Regions from separate parts of the Mus musculus genome. Here region 2 is linked to region 1. Evidence: chromatin contacts called from public promoter capture Hi-C data. All regions are on one chromosome and are shown on one strand. The core of a region is the stretch at or near the end of the contact, and the rest is flanking DNA. Distances in the headings are between cores, read along the strand shown.

The links. Promoter capture Hi-C pulls out the DNA fragments that hold promoters and counts their contacts.
Region 2: a contact with region 1 is called in a promoter capture Hi-C map of liver, with 2.8 times the contacts expected there. The contact joins two enhancer-like sites. A contact is called at or near these places in 2 of 39 promoter capture datasets (both in liver).

What each region holds. Positions count from the first base shown.
Region 1 is chr7:126,887,400-126,890,414 of GRCm38.p6, forward strand. Tmem219 (transmembrane protein 219) reads right to left here. Exons shown (of 6, transcript NM_026827.1): 5 at 1,492-1,661. The coding sequence ends at 1,524. Among named protein-coding and RNA genes, the nearest start is that of Taok2, 3.9 kb to the left of the region's middle. Within about 2 kb of position 1,637, at least 11 of the 459 cell types and tissues checked have an H3K27ac peak or open chromatin away from gene starts, as enhancers often do. A contact at or near this core is called in liver, where this site is marked.
Region 2 is chr7:127,548,061-127,551,075 of GRCm38.p6, forward strand. Srcap (Snf2-related CREBBP activator protein) reads left to right here. Exons shown (of 34, transcript NM_001304266.1): 26 at 1,080-1,345; 27 at 1,473-1,675. Among named protein-coding and RNA genes, the nearest start is that of Tmem265, 12 kb to the right of the region's middle. Within about 2 kb of position 1,566, at least 8 of the 459 cell types and tissues checked have an H3K27ac peak or open chromatin away from gene starts, as enhancers often do. A contact at or near this core is called in liver, where this site is marked.

The sequences.
Region 1 (3,015 bases), core at 387-2,886:
CATATTTAGGGCAGATCATCACATGTGAGCTCCCTAATTCATCATTGCTGACATGTGGGCGTGTGAAGTTCAGCTCCACTGAGTCTGACAATCAGAACACTACTTGGAAGACATCAGTCACAGAAGATATGTATGAAAGCATATCTAGTTAAAAAATAAGGCCCTGTGTGGTGTTAGTACAAGTCTTTAATCACAGCACTTGGGAGGCAGAGGTAGGTAGATCGCTGATTTTGAGGTCAGCTTGGTTTACACAGTGCGTCAGGTCACTGGGGCTACAAATGAGACCATGTTTCAGAACAAACAAACAAAAAAAAGTAAAAGGAGGCCCAGGTGGCTCTGTGTTAAAAGCACTTACTGCTCTTGAACAGAACTGATTTCCAGCAACCACATCTGGCAGCTGAAAACCATCTCTAACTCCAGCACTAAGGGCTAAGGGATCTACCACCTTCTTCTGCCTTCCTTGGGCACCTGTGCACACATGATGCATATAAACTCTTGCAGGCACACACATATATACATAAATAAAAGTAAATCTTTAAAAAAATGGAAGAGTGGGGCCTTAGGGAGTTAAAAAATGAAAATACAAATAAAAGCAAACGATATCCATGCTTAGAGAGAGCTTTCGCTTCAATAATCAATCACACCTCCAATAGACTTCCTTGACTCTGACCCTGTCGGTCACTAATCACACAGTTGCCATGATCAGTTGTATAACTGAACAGGATAAAGCAGGAGAATGGCTCACAGGGAGAGCAAGGGTGCTATCAAGGAATGTGGGAAAAACAATCTTTCCTTTTCGTTTTCTTCTTCTTCTTCTTCTTCCTTTTTTTTTTTTTTTTTTTTTTTCTTTTCTTTTGTCAAGGCAGGGTTTGTCTGTGTAGCCCTGACTGTCCTGGAACTTGCTCTGCAGACCAGGCTGGCCTCGAACTCAGAGATCCAAATGCCCCTCAGTTTGGGGATCCAAGGTGTGTGCCACCATAACCCAGCAGGGGAGGTATCTGCATTGCGGATAACAGTCTTTTTCTCTTTTGCTAGTATTTATTAGTGTCCACTTTATAACAATTTACCAAATTGTACTTTTATGGTTTTTGTTTACATGAAAGTTATTTATTTCATAGTAAAAATAAGGCCAGCAAGATATCACAGCAGATAAAGGTTCTTGCCATGAAAGCAAGTTTGGTGACCTGAGTTTCATTCTCCTGACCCTATATAAATGTGGAGGTGAAAACCAACTCCATCAAGTGGCTCTCTGACCTCCACATGCACACCATGGCACATGGGTGGACACACACACACACACAGAAGGAAAACAGTAAAAATAATAAAAATATTCTGTTTACAGAGAAAACTGTTCCCAGTTCCCCAAGGACACAGTTGAACAGGGCTCTCAGGGACTCACATGAAGCTATGATGGAGGATGGATGCCAAGGATCTGCTTTTCCAGGTTACAGCTGCCATCCCTTCCCCACCCTAGTTCCCACAGAGCCTCACCTGACAGCAGAGTGAGGCGCAGTCTGTCGCCCTCAAAGCCGTGTTCTAGACCAGTGGAACTCTGGGCGCGGATGGAAGCAGACTGCAGTGGTACAGCAGAGGAGGCCACAGAGCAGAACCAGGAAGAAGCCCAAGCCCAGCACTCTGCTGCCACACAGAGCCAGCTCCTCCTAGTGGTGGGGACAGAGAGGAAGGGGGAATGGTGACAGTGGAGAGGGGTGGGAATCTTGGGAAGATATCGTGCCCCATTCCATGAAGAACAGAGACAGGCCTCCATGAGGCAGAGCCCTTCTGACACCTAGGGGCAGCTACGGGTCAGGTGATGGATAACATTTGTCCAGATGTTTTCCAAACTGCCTTCCTGCCCAATCATCAACTGAACTCTCAATGACTCCCCAGGGGTCACTATTCTCCACATTCCACTTAGCTTCTTCCCTTTCCCTTCCCCTTCCCTTTCCCCTTCCCCTTCCTCTTCCTCCCTCCCTCCGTTCCTTAAACAAGATCTTATTATGTCTCAGTCTGGTCTCAAACTCTCACGTTCCTTCTGCCTTCAGTCTTCTGACTGCTGCGGTAATAAGTGTTTACCGTTACAGCCAAACATAGATGTTTTCAAAATATTTTTTATATCTGTATTTGTACATGGGTGTTTTGTCTGCACATATATCTGTGCACTGCCTGTATACTGTGCCTGCAGAACCCAGGAGGGGACTTCAGATCTCCTAGGACTGATATAACAAATAGTTGAAAGTTGCTATGTGGGTACTGGGAAATGAACCCAAGTTCTCTGCTGAGGGAGTCTTTGCACTTAACCACGGAGCCATTTCTCCAGCCATAAGACTCTGATTGCCAGCAAATGCCTTTACTTGCTTAAGTCATCTTAATAGCCCTTCACATTTTAAAGACTATGCAAACAGAGCCAAAATCTGTTTCCCCAGATGGCCTCTTAAAAATTATGTAATTATTTATTTTAGTTTTTTGAGGTAGGGTTTCTTTATGTAGTCCTGGCTGTCCTGGAACTCTGTAGACCAGGCTGGCCTAGAACTCAAGAAAGATCCACCTGCCTCTGCCTCCCATGTGCTGGGATTATAGACATTGTGGTGGTTTGAATATGTTTGGCCCATAGCAGAGCAGTACTATTAGAAGGTATAGCCTTGTTGGAGGAAGTGTGTCACTGCCGGGCCAGGGTGGGTTTTGAGGTCTCAAGTCTGGCCAGAGTCAGTCTGCTCCTGGCTGCCTTCTGATCAAGATGCAGAACTCTCAGTTCGTCCTCTGACACCATGCCTGCCTGGACTCTGTCATGCTTCCTGCCTTGATAATAAAGAACTGAACCTCTGAACCTGTAAACCAGCCCCAATTAAATGTTGTCCTTTATAAGAGTTGTCTTGGTCATGGTGTCTATTCACAGCAATGGACTAAGACAGGCAGGCATGCACACACACACACACACACACACACACACACACACACACACACCCCGCCCCAGCACAAATGACCTTTTTTACTAGGAGGAATGAGCATGTAGCA
Region 2 (3,015 bases), core at 316-2,815, 660 kb after region 1:
CCTTTTATTTATAGAGTGAATGACTTTACTAATTCTCATTGGCCACTTTGGGAATATATTTGTCTAGTCATGATTCACTATTAATGTCTCCTGTGTAGTTTCTAACCTTACATTATGAACTTTTATTTCTTTCACATTGACAGAACTTGAAAATGAACTATTATAGTTAAATTATGTAAGAAAAAATTAAATAATTAAAAGTTGACATACTCATAGAAAGTGTAAAAAAAATAGATGAAACCAAAATGCAGAAAAGTCATCATAAAGTCCTGACCTACATAACCACGATGTATTAAAATTTTCTCTGCTTTTCACACTCTGAGCTTTCCTCCTTCATCTTACCAAATAATTTTATTACCTGTTCAGAAGGCCCCCTCCTTAGCCAAGCAGTCATGGCTCACACCTTTAATCCCAGCACTGGCAGCCAGCAAGTACCAAGAGAGAAACCCTGTCTCAAAACAGAAATAAAAAAGGGGCCCTCCTTATTTCATTCCTTTCCATTCTTCCCTTTCATTTTCCTTATTTTTCCCTTTCTCATTTTTGTTTGTTTGTTTGTTTTCTTTTGTTTTTTTTTTTTTTTTTTTTTTGGTTTTTTGTTTGTAAACCTGTACTCCCTGATTTTCATGTATTTTTTTTTCCCCTTTTTTGAGACAGGGTCTCTCACTATGTAGCCCTGGTTGTCCTGGATCTCATAGAAATCCACCTGCATCCCCTCCCAAATACTGGATTAAAGGCATGTGCCAGCATATGTGGCTCAGTGTCTGCTGTTTTGTTTTGTTTTGTTTTAATTCTATGTATTTGTGCATGAAAGTGCACATTCACATTCCATGGAGCTACTTCAAGAAACTATAAGTTAGATGCCCTCAGTTTGAGTGTTACATATGAAAATTGCCTCAATTGTTGGATATGTAGGTTTTATTTTGAATATTTTGCACTGTGCTTTAATAAGCATACAGGAAAGTTAGTTTTCTCTTGTAGAGGTGTCATTTAGCACTGTGAAAACAGTTTTAGACATGATAAAGCACAAAGTTTTGTTGTAAACTCTTAAGTACACTAATTTCTTTTTTTTTCTTCTTTAGGACTCTCTGGAAGAAAAGCGGAAGCAGCAGCGATCTGAGCGCCTGGATCGGATTTTCCAACTTAGTGAGGCTCATGGGGCTCTGGCACCCGTGTATGGGACTGAAGTCCTGGATTTCTGTACCTTGCCCCAACCTGTTGCCAGCCCCATTGGTCCTCGTTCTCCTGGCCCCAGCCACCCCATCTTTTGGACTTACACTGAGGCTGCCCGTCGGGCTGTACTGTTTCCCCAGCAGCGACTAGAGCAGCTGTCAGAAATCATTGAGAGGTTGGCAGGGCTAAGTGCTGTTGGGGAGTGGGTTTGGGGGCTTAGTTCTTAGGTCTAATGAAGGTGCTAATTTCTATGGTATTTCAGGGTCATATCTTTTACAATGTTTATTTTCTTCTTTTCACAGGTTCATCTTTGTCATGCCTCCTGTGGAGGCACCTCCCCCTTCCCTGCATGCCTGCCACCCACCTCCTTGGCTGGCCCCTCATCAGGCAGCCTTCCAGGAGCAATTGGCCTGTGAGCTCTGGCCTCGAGCCCGTCCTTTGCACCGTATTGTATGTAATATGCGTACTCAGTTCCCTGACTTGAGACTCATCCAGTATGATTGTGGTGAGTTCTTGTCTATTTCAGGACCCTCAGTACTTGTTTGATTTGGTTTGAGACAGTCTTGCGTATCCTACGACCTCCTCTGTTTACTGCTGGGGCTGAGGATGGCCTTGGACTCCTCTCCACCAAATTATTCTTGAGTCTTTGTGTCAAGATCATTACATCAAAGAAACGATGCTTAGAGGCAACATTTTGGGAGCTTTTGTGGAAGTGATGTATATATGATGTTAATTGATTTGTTTATCCAGTGGTTGTCATGAACATCTGTCATTTTGCTTATCATTTGGGATAATAAGTGAGGCAGCGTAGTATAGAATATGGAAGCACACCTTTAATCTCAGCAGAGGAAGGCAGATCTCTGAGTTCAAGGCCATGCTGGTTTACAAAGGTTCTAGGACAGCCTGTACTGCAATAGAGAAACATTAAAGATCCAAAAACAAAGCAACTGGGTCTGAGGTGCACATATGTAAACTGTAATACTCAGGACAAAGAGGCAGGAGGATTGCTGCAAGTTCAAGATCTTCTGCTTATCATTATTATTATTATATAATTTTTATTGTTTCTGCTTTTTTAGAAACAGGGTCTCTTTATGGCTCTGGCAGTCTTGGAAGCTTTTATGTCTGGCTGGGCTGTAGACCAGGCTGGCTTTGAACTCAGAAATCCCTCTGCCTCTGTCTGTACACTGAATTTTTGTTCAGCAGTTGAGATGTAATATATGAGAGAAAATTTCTCTAAAAAATACATTATTTGTGGGAGGGGAGAGACCTGGGATGGTTAATACAGGCTCATAATCCCAGCATTTGAGAAGCACATTTGTGCAAGAGGGTAACTTTGAGGCCAACCTTGTTTACAAAGTGGGACCTGGTCTTAAAGAAAAAAAAAGAAATTTTTCTTGTGCATATAATGTGTCTATTCATACATGAATATGCAAGTCTACTTGCCTGTGTATGAGTTTAGAGGCCAGAGGTCAATTATTTTTCTCTATTACTTTCCCATCTATTTTCTATAATGGATTAAATTTGTTCCTTTACCATATCATGTTGTTATACAGACAATTTCATGATATATACATAACACACACACCTCATTTCACTCTCTCTCTCCCCCACCTTTATTTTTGATACGGGGTCTCTTAGTAAACCTGGAGCTCACTATTTCAGCTAGAATGGCTGACCCTCAGTTCCCCCCAACCTTGTCTTCCTATCTTTACCTCAACCCTTAGGATGCTAGGGAATCAGACTCAAGCACTTAGTCTTGCATAGCAAGTATTTTAATTTTTGAGCCATCTCTGCAGCCTTACCTTACCCCACCTCCATTTTAAATACCATCTGAAACCATAATAG